Regions from separate parts of the Acanthopagrus latus genome. Here region 2 is linked to region 1. Evidence: chromatin contacts called from public Hi-C data. All regions are on one chromosome and are shown on one strand. Each heading gives the region's core, a stretch centred on a gene start, on an enhancer-like site or on the middle of the called end of the contact. The rest is flanking DNA. Distances are from core to core; before and after follow the strand shown. Region 1 holds the start of bms1 (ribosome biogenesis protein BMS1 homolog). Region 2 holds the start of LOC119009621 (NHL repeat-containing protein 3-like).

The links. A called contact is a pair of places that touch in the nucleus more often than the background predicts.
Region 2: a Hi-C map of muscle shows a contact between it and region 1, with 6 times the contacts expected there. The contact joins the promoter of LOC119009621 here to the promoter of bms1 in region 1. A contact is called at or near these places in 2 of 4 Hi-C or Micro-C datasets (liver and muscle).

What each region holds. Positions count from the first base shown.
Region 1 is chr20:204,163-209,503 of fAcaLat1.1, forward strand. It overlaps bms1 (ribosome biogenesis protein BMS1 homolog), which reads right to left and starts at 1,791. Exons shown (of 23, transcript XM_037081792.1): 1 at 1,446-1,791; 2 at 358-552. The coding sequence starts at 530.
Region 2 is chr20:359,946-364,863 of fAcaLat1.1, forward strand. It overlaps LOC119009621 (NHL repeat-containing protein 3-like), which reads right to left and starts at 3,581. Exons shown (of 3, transcript XM_037081056.1): 1 at 3,076-3,581; 2 at 2,291-2,493; 3 at 484-2,154. The coding sequence starts at 3,334. The coding sequence ends at 1,546. It overlaps nrbf2b (nuclear receptor-binding factor 2b), which reads left to right and starts at 3,850. Exons shown (of 4, transcript XM_037081057.1): 1 at 3,850-4,056. The coding sequence starts at 4,027.

The sequences.
Region 1 (5,341 bases), core at 541-3,040:
TATTTTATCCTATCTATTTTATTGTGTTTACTTTCATGTTTGTTTTTAATCATATTTTTAATTATGTTTTATGTTTACTGACAAATTTGACAATTATAACAAATTTCCCCTAGGGGACAATAAAGAATACTCTATTCTAAAAGGCAGGGCCTCAGTTTTTTATATAATGCAGAAAACTATGCTTGGGGTAATTTACAATTATTAAAGTGTAGGTAGTGACTATTAAATATCCTGCCTCTGTTACATAACCAGTGTTAATTATCACATCTGAGGAATCTTTGCAAAAGATGTGCCTTCATGAAATATCAATATACAAAATGTTTCACTCCCTTATATTGGTTTCAGCATCAGACTAACCTGTGGAAGGTCTTGGCCATGCGTACAGCGGACTGAACCGCAAACGCTTTGGGATTGCGTTTCCGTTCATCATCTTCTGTGGAGCCTCCCTGCCTCTTCAGTTTCTTCTTCTCAACCTTTGGCCCGCTGTGCTTCTGCTGATGTCGCTTTTGTTCCTTCACTTTTCTGTCCATCCTGTCGACTACAGCACAAAAACTGTGGGTAGACCCCAAGTAAAAATACAGTTACTGGGACTTTCCAGCACTGAACTGTGCTAGCATGGAAGAGCTTCATATCACATTCAAAACTAAAGTTAGTGACCTTCCACACCTGGTTGTCAGTGTCAGTGCAGAGAGATAATTGAAATGATGGTGGTGTTTGGACGATTTCAAAAACCCGGAAAATACAACACCTAAAAGTGTTATAGGGATTTAATTTGCCTAAACACTTTAAAATAGTGTCAAAATCAAAAAAAAATTCAGGTTGTACTGGCTGGTTTTGAATCATTTCCTCAGAGGGTAGTCTATTCTTAAGCCACTCAATAAATTAATACACTTACACAATAAATCAGTTACACACAGAATAAAATCAATGACACACAACTGATGTAGAGACAGTAAAGGAATATTCTACTCTATTCTATTCTGCACAACAGTATACACAGTCGCATCCTAACACACTCTTTTCTTTATAATGTACTCACAGTAGTAATTGCCAATACTTAATCAATGCAATCCACACATTCCAGGAACAAACAGGGAAGTAGAGTAGAGAAATAAGTATTTTTGACTGGCATGTTACAGCCAGGCCTTTGGTTTCACTAAAACACAAGCGGTTTAATGTCCACTTTAGCATTCAATTTGCTGTACTGTACTCTAAATAGCTCATTTAAAAAGAAAGAACGATGATCAGATATGTATTTCAGCTAAGCAGTGAGGGGCCATAAAGAAACAAGCTAGAGACTGTTTACAACATCATGTTTGTGTCTCTGCCTGGATGAATTGAAGCTAGCTAGCACATTACGGTTCCCTCATGACAGCTAGCTTACACACGTGTTAAATATTCTCAAAAACACAAAGTACGAGTCGTAATACCTGAAATTAACTCACTTCTAGTCTGGTCCCAGTCAGAGCCCGTTTTCTTCAGGACTCACGTGTGTATCATGACCTCCGGCCAGGAAGAGTTACGGAGGGGTCACTTCGTAAGGGAGACGAGTGGAAACAACATTCTATGATACGGTTCCGCAAGAGTATGAGGCTAAGGCACTCTACTGACTACAAACCCTGTACAGTGTCGCTTTCTGCCTGTCGAGTGGTGAAAAAGTCATTAAGTTTCTCCGGTGGAACGAAAATAGTTGAGAGTAGAGTGCAGCACACTAGTCACACTAATAATTATTTGAGCCCGAGCAGGTCTCGACCTTTTGTCGCAAATGCTCTTCTTCTTCTTCTTCTTCTTCTTCTTCTTCTTCTTCTTCTTCTTCTTCTTCTTCTTCTTCTGGATCTTCTTCTTCTTCTTCTGGAATTCCGCCAGTACACGATTTTGAATATAGGGCCCAGTTTTTCAAAAAAGTGAGGTACACAGAGAAAGTGAAAATATACAATACTAAAAATTCACCAAATACAACACAAGATCAATGATTGTTGAAATTTTGACTGATTTAGATAAATAAATCACTCTTCAGCATTGGTCTTGTGTTGTCATGTCATTGTCCGTAACCACTTATCCCTCTCCATGGGGTCACGGGGGTGTTGCTGCTGGAGCCAATCCCAGCCTTGTCTCAGGGCGAGGGCAGGGTACTCCCTGGACAAGTCGCCAGCTCATCGCAGGGCCCTCACTGATGAGCAATGTGGGGTTCAGTATCTTGCTCAAAGACACTTAGACATGCAGCCCAGCCTTGCCCGGAGCCAGGATTTGAACTAGCGACCTTTTGATCACTAGTCGACCTGCTCTACCTGCTGAGCTACAGCCGCCCAGTCTTGTGTTGTATTTGGTGAATTTTTAGTATTGTATATTTTCACTTTCTCTGTGTACTTCACTTACATTACTCAAATAACTGAGGAGTAGAATTGCTAAAAGTGTTTTAGGTTAAGCACAGCAGTGTGTAACTGGTTCAGCCAGAATTTAGTCATATGGTAACAAAATATCATTTTTATAAAGTAGTGTATAGTTTTTACAATAGTGTTTCATTTCGCAAAGGATGTGAGGTGTTCTGCTAATTGTGTGTATGGTTGTGCTAATTGTGTGTAGTGTTTTGAAAAGCCGGGCCCTATATTCAAAATCGTGCTTGATCAATTGAAAAAAACTGTAATACTGCCCTCCCAAAGGAGTCCGATTTTCCCCTAATGCAAAGATACCTCGAAAGGAAATCACAGACAGACCCAGACCATACAGGTCTATAAACATCTGTCATCTCTGACTGGAATATATGTTACAAGAAAAAAGCACATGCATCACTGTCTCCAATTCTCCACACTCACACAACCCATTCTAATGTTTACCTATGACTTTTAAGCAACTTGCTAGCAATGCCCCAGCCTCAGCCTAGTAAAAACAACTTCATCCTTCCGCCCAAACATACTTCTCCAATTTTTACACTTTACTGATGATTGCAAAGAAAAATAATGCCTTCCCCTCTGCTCCTGGTTCCACTCATTCTGCCACTGTAACTCAAGTTTTTCATTACAGATACTTACACATTCACTCTTACCCATCATGACATTCAAATCTATGTTTTCTTTAGACAATGACTCTCTAGCCAACTTCATTTCCCTCTACCCCGAAGTGTCCAGGCACCCACATAAAACACACATGGCACCCTAGACTCTCAATTCTTAAGAGACAACACAGAATCTCCATTACCACATCTGGGTGGGCACTAGAGGAACCTACTTCTAGAGCCACCAAAGCGACAGTAGAATCTGAACAAATAACATTGTTCTGAGCCTTACTTTGCTCTATCCACTCCAAAGCTTTTAAAATTGCCAACAGTTAAGCTGAAAATACAGATAAATTGTCTGATAAGCGAATGCTGAATTGAAGATTCTCATCTGCAATAAAAATCCCAGCCCCTGTTGTCCCTGAGACAGGATCCTTTGATCCATCAGTACAAATTTTCATGAATTTTTCACAAGATCATTCTCACATCTCTACACTGATTATTTCTCTCTTCTTGGAGGAGAGACTTTTTCACTGCCTGGACATACCCCAAAACTCACGGAACTTGGAATATATGTCACACCTGCCGAAAATTTCTATTTTAATTAAGTCTTCAATTTCCACCACTAGGTGACGCTATAATCAAGAAAAGTGCGTTTTGGCTTATAACTCCAATATACTTTGTCGCACATTCAAAAACCTTATATGTAGCCTTCACCGAATTGTGCCGAGTCTCGTGATATAGGCCACACCCATTTCCGCCTACTGTTTTCTTCCGCAAATTCACAAAATGTGGCAAACTTACTTTTTCGAACTCCTCCCAAGCGATTTAACTGATTTGCACCAAACTTTGCACACAGCATCTGTGGACTCTCCAGACAAAAACTTATTGAAGTAATTTTGATATTCCTAAAAATAAAAACTGTCACCAGTCTGGCACTGGTAGAAGTCTAATTAAATATTTGCCACTCTGCCCACACCATAACTATTATGTCAATGGAATGTGTGGTATAGACTGGCTATCTATGTGTTGGTGCAGTCCATTTTGATGCTCCGCCATAAAACCATCAAGTCATTATAACTTTCACATAAAATTTGCCATCTACTCCAAATTGCTAAAACATGTACAGGGTGGGTGTTGCCCTGAATACGTCTACATGGCACACGCGTGGACTGTGAGGGAGTGTTCATCGCTGCTTGCAGGTTTAATTTAATCCTGTTTTTAAAGACAGCAACGTGGAGGGCTGTGGTCTCATAAACTGTTCAGGAGCCAGAGGTGTTACACAGAGAGAATGATCAATGAGAAACTAATGAAAGCACAGAAGTTTATTGATTCTCTGAAACAGAATTAGAGAACATATGTCAAACTGTTTCCCCCTGTATATAAGGTTATTTACTTAGGTTATTGTTTTTTTTTTTATCTTCAAGTTTTTGTTTAATACAAAATGCATATACTTTAAGAACTTATCAATATTATTTATGAGATGTTTATATTTTTAACAACCATAGATTATTATTATTATTATTATTATTATTATTATTATTATTATTATTATTATTATCATTATTATTATTACTACTATTACTACTACTACTACTATTACTACTACTACTACAACTATTACTACTACTAGTAGTAGTAATAGTAGTACGACTACACCATCAGACCTCAATGACTACCGACCAGTGGCCCTCACACGTTACGTGATGAAGGTGCTGGAGAGACTGGTCTTGGCCCACCTGAGGCCGCAATTGAGAGCCCTGCTAGACCCTCTGCAATTTGCTTACCAGCCCCACTTGGGAGTTGATGACGCTGTCATCTATCTGCTGCAAGCCCATTCACATCTGGATGGTGGAGGAGGCACTGTGAGAATCACATTCTTTGATTTCTCCAGTGCTTTTAACACCATTCAGCCACTGTTACTAGGGGAGAAGCTGCGGGTGATGGGTGTCGACGACACAATGATCTCCTGGATTACTGACCACCTCACAAGCAGGCCACAGTTTGTCCGTATGGGCAGAGTTCTGTCTGATGTGGTGGTTAGTGATACAGGAGCTCCACAGGGGACTGTACTGTCTCCTTTCCTGTTCACCTTATACACCACTGTGCCACACACATTCTTTACAATTAAAGCACGGATAACATCTATTTCGCTCACAGTAACAGCACATAACTTGATTCAATTACCAGAGGTGCAGTAGAGATTTGGTACCACTAGATGGTACTACATTCAAGAGAGATGAAAAATGCATATGTGACAAAGGACATCCTCCTTCATCCTCCTTCATCTCTAGTCCTACAACCATGATACCAAAAACTGCGTAAACAGAACCAAATGTGATAATTTAT
Region 2 (4,918 bases), core at 2,331-4,830, 160 kb after region 1:
TAGAGCCGCTGCTCCTCCACATTGAGAGAAGCCAGCTGAGGTGGCTTGGGCATCTGTATCGGATGCCCCAGGGATGCCTCCCTCGGGAGGTGTTTCTGGCATATCCCACTGGGAGGAGATTCCAAGGAAGACATTCATATATAGCTTATGAATTTTTCAGGAGTGCAACAATCTTTCCATTCCTTCCGGAGGGAGTTTTTTGTTTTCTGTCACTGTGCTGAAGGACTGCTGAAAGCACACTTCCTCCTGAATCCCCTGGTTTATTATAACTTGGTCTTTTTTCTATAGACCCTGCACAGTAACTGATAGTGGCAACACACTATGAAAAAGTAATTCAACTATTACCATAAAATTATCAAAATACAGGTGATTCTGTTAAACAGAAAACGTACTGCAAGATCATATGATATGTCAGGCAAAATCATCATCAAGCAACTCAGATCAAACAGTAACAATCAAATCAAATACGAAACACACCTCTGCAAGAGTAATCATACAAATGACTTTAAGAACTGCCATAAACTAGCAAAAAGCACAGTTTAACAGAGTTTAAAAAGTGTCTGCAGTGAAAAAAGGAAACACCTCAAGGTTTCAAGCAGTGCAAAGTCAAATAAACAAATAATATGACAAATGAATATGGCACAGAACTTCGGTGACACCAACAACAAAAACAACTCCTATAATGTTCTTTAAGATTATTGATACAATTATTGATAACAGTGTATAGACAACATGTTAGCAACAACATGATGCCCCCATCTATCCATTTCAAAGTCATTGATATTCAGTGACATCAATGACTTTCCTAAACCATTGAAGTGCTCTGTTAAATTCCATTGCAATACTGAATATTTAATACGATTCCCCCTTTTTTTTTTGAGTCAGCAGAAACCCTGTCTAAAAGAAATGCATTTATATATTACTCAATGGGCTTGCCAGGCAACGGATTTCTGTACGAGACTTCTCCTCAGACGAGATTTGTCATTATGTCATTATTTCATCGCTGTTGTTTGTGTCAAGGTGTCGGAGTAATACCCTGAGCCCATCAGTGGCACCAACAACACTGGTAGTGGTGGTAACTTTGACAGCCGCAGTTGCCCAGAGGGATTCATTTGCAGCTGTGTTGTGGCTACCAGCTGAGGTGATGAACGGACCAATTCCTAAACTTTTGGGGAATAAAAATATTTACATAATGAAGCGTGTCAATATAAGGCCCAGATTTACAAAATTCAAATTAAAAATAAAAATAATTATAATGTAAGAAAACAATAGAAACACATCATCACTTGTGGATGTTTAGAAGTTAGATTGCATTAGATTACATTTTGGTTAAAATATATCTGCTGTTTGTAAACTAGTCATATGAAAATGAAATATCCTTGCGACAGGGCTGTCAAGGAAAAACATTTTTCTTTTGTACTGTTTTCTTGTTCATATGACTGTAAAATACATAACACACGTGCACATTTCATATCAATTTGGAAATAATTGGTGATGCTTTTGTTATGACAGTTTGTGATCAATGATGCCATTTAAATTCTTCAGTTAAAGATTTATAAGGAAACTCCCACCAAGACTGAAGGGGGTAAACTTCTGGGCCTGCTGAGCTTGAATCTCAGCCACATACAGGGCCCCTGTTTTCAGGTCCAGGTCTACAAGGTGGGGCTTCACTTCATCAGCCAGCTGGATCACACTCACCACTCTGCACTGGCCAATCAAACCCACCGGTGGGGCATCCAGGAGCGTAATCTGATTGGTGTTGAGCTGGACAACAACAAAGTACTTCTTGTCTGGGGTCAGGCGGACAGAGTAAGGCGCATCCTCAGTGAAGCAGCTTCCCCATGTCCCCAGCCAGTCCCCGGTGATGGAGTTAAAAACCTGGATCCTCTTATTCCCCCTGTCGGCCACCCACACCCTCTGGGCGTTGTCCACGGTCACGCTGTGGGGGATGTAGAACTGAGCCAGGCCTTGTCCTTTCTCTCCATGCATCCACAACACCTCCTGCTCTTTGGACAGCTTGATGAGGTGGTTGTTCATCCCACCATCACCATCCACGATGTACATCTCTCCAGAGTCATGGACAAAGATCTCAGCTGGCTGGTCAAACTGCAGAGGGTTCAACCCAGAGCCTGGTTTTCCTGGTGTACCAAGCACCTGACAAATACAAGACACATTCAACAACAAGCAACTTTTGGCTTGTCTCATTCAGTGAACAACCTTAAGTACTTGAATGGAAACCAAGCTTGTGGAATCTGAACCAAAGATCTGTAGTCTTAGATAGAGTCATCACCTGCAGGAGGCTCCCAGAAGGCGAGTACTGTTTGATGCAATGGCCATATGGACCGTTACCCACATCTGTGATCCACACAGTGGGGTTTGATGTGGCAGCATCTGCTAGAAATATCCCATGAGGCATCTCTAGGGTGGTTGTGTTCCAGGACATGAGGAAATCTCCATCAGTGGTAAACACCAGGACCTTGGGCACATTGTCACCTAGGAGCAAAGCAAAGGCAAACACACAAGGCAGCACATTTTATAGTGATTTGATTTTGTTAAAGTCTGTTTTTACTGCATTCCTATGACTGTGGCCACGAGAAATAACAAAAGAATAGGGAAGGAAAGCAAATCATATGCAAAATACAGCTGCAAGTGGTTGTTAATGTGGTTCCAGTACAATGCACAGTTTTAGAGGAGACAAGAGCTTGATAAGCTTGAAGAGTAGGCAAGGACATGATCAGGACCTGGAACTAAACCATCTGACTCAGGTGAGGTGATTTAAACTGTGAGCCAGGTCTGTGACACGCTTGCATTGTGTACCTGCTCAAATCATGAGGGAACAAAATTACACAATCAGCAGCAACATGATGATTTGTTCTTACGGTGCTGCTACGACAACACCTATCTGCCTAATGGCACCAAATGTATTATTGGGTTTCAACACAAAATGAAAGTTTCTTGTAGCTGCTTTAAATTCCTAACAGCATCACCCCTGCACTCGATGTGCAGGTGTACAGATCTCTCATTTACACATCACAATCCGTAAACACGGGGATCAGGCTTAAATAGCATGTTTACCTCTCTGTGCCACATACACCACACCAGCATACTGGTTGACAGCCACTCCAAACACCTCCCCGGTGAACAGCTCTGGGTTCTTGGGCCAGCTCAGGTCCAGTTTGTACAGGGGTCTACCCATCAGCTGGTAGTCGTGTCTGAGGCTGTGGCTGCCTGGCTTCTGGGTGCTGATGGTACCGTACAGCACCATCATGAGCAGAAGTAATGAGACCATACTGGATACTATCAAACAGGTATGGCCTCTCTTTTTCAACAACATGCGTGGTTCGCTGCAGGCTGGTTTTGGTCTGATACCCTAGTTCGGTTCCGTTAGCTCTGGATCTGTAGAAGTATTTAACAGCGCATGTCAGGTCGCTGGCTGAAATAATCTCACCTTTGGAACACAGGTGAGTCGTTACTACGTTACTGTGCTACCAGTAATTTTACCCACATTGCAGAGCTAATGGCCTCGTTCAGTGAATGTTCACTTCCTTAAGTCTAAACGAAAATAAAAGTCTCATCAAGCACCACAGATTAACAACGAGTGTTTCCGTTCACACTATCACAATAATACTAAGAAAAAGGGATATACAGACTTTCTGCCTGATGCTCTATTGTGTGGGTTAAAGGACCAGCGAGAGGTCAGATCAATATGTGAATGAATATATGTAAGACTGAGTCCAAAGTTGTGTTACATGGACCACAGCTTGCGACAAATTCAACCCTATTATTTTAAGGCTTTTAATTTCAGGACGAGCTTTGACAACATCCGGTAACTTGACGTCGCTGACAGTTAGCTGCTCCTACGTCACAACGTGATGACGCAGCGCGATTGTGGAGAAGACTGGGCTTCACTCTCACAATATACTTGAAATTATTTTTCAACATTTTTTTTTTCATCACAGTGCGAATGACAGTCCGAGAGGGACACAGACACCTTTCATGTAGTGTAAGCCTTCGAAGAATCGACTCATGGAGGTGGTGGACAGCCCGCTCAATCTTGTAAGTTGGACTGTTGGTGTTGCAATAACAGGCTAACGTTGCTGTAGCTAGAAGGCTGAAGAGGTAAGCTATATTAGCTAGCTCCCACAGTAAGTTAGCAGCTAACCGCCCTGTTATTTGCGATGAACGTGTTGTTGTCCGGTAGCTTGGACATGCTAAATATGATAGATTTTGAATTTGTCTTCGACAGAGAGCAATACGTTTTATGGTGATTTATAATGCTGGCAAACTTGATAGTGTTGTTGTGGCTGTGTCATGTTGAGAGTTAACGAAGTGTTAACAGCGAGATGTGAACGTGTTACTAACGTTAGTTAACTTGTTTACGAGGCCGTTTGATAATAATTAGCTGTTAGCAGCTCATTTTGAAATGCCTCAACACACTAACGTACACTGTCAGCAAACACAGTGTACCAAACCCAACTCGGGGTATGATTAAGTTTCATTTATTCATCAGTCACTAAACTTACTCCTTTGTGTTAATGAGGGACATTGGCAGTGGATTTTGAACTGATACCGTAATTTTAGCCGACATGACAATAAAGAAGGCGAAAATAAAGGGTAGCTATTGGTGAGGTATGACATGCAACAAAGATCTCAGTATTCAAATTTTCTGAAATTCGGAATTTCGGGTTTTCATAAGCTGTAAGATATAATTATCAAAGTTATAACAAATAAAGGCTTGATGTATCTCACTTTGCATGTAATTAGTCTATATAATATATCAATTTCACCTTTTAAGTTGAATTATTTAAATAAAATAAGTTTTGCATGATATTCTAATTTTTCGAGCGTCACATGTATGGTATGTCTGTGAACCATTTGGGCACCAAGAGACCAAAAATATATGCATTTCTTTTCTCCA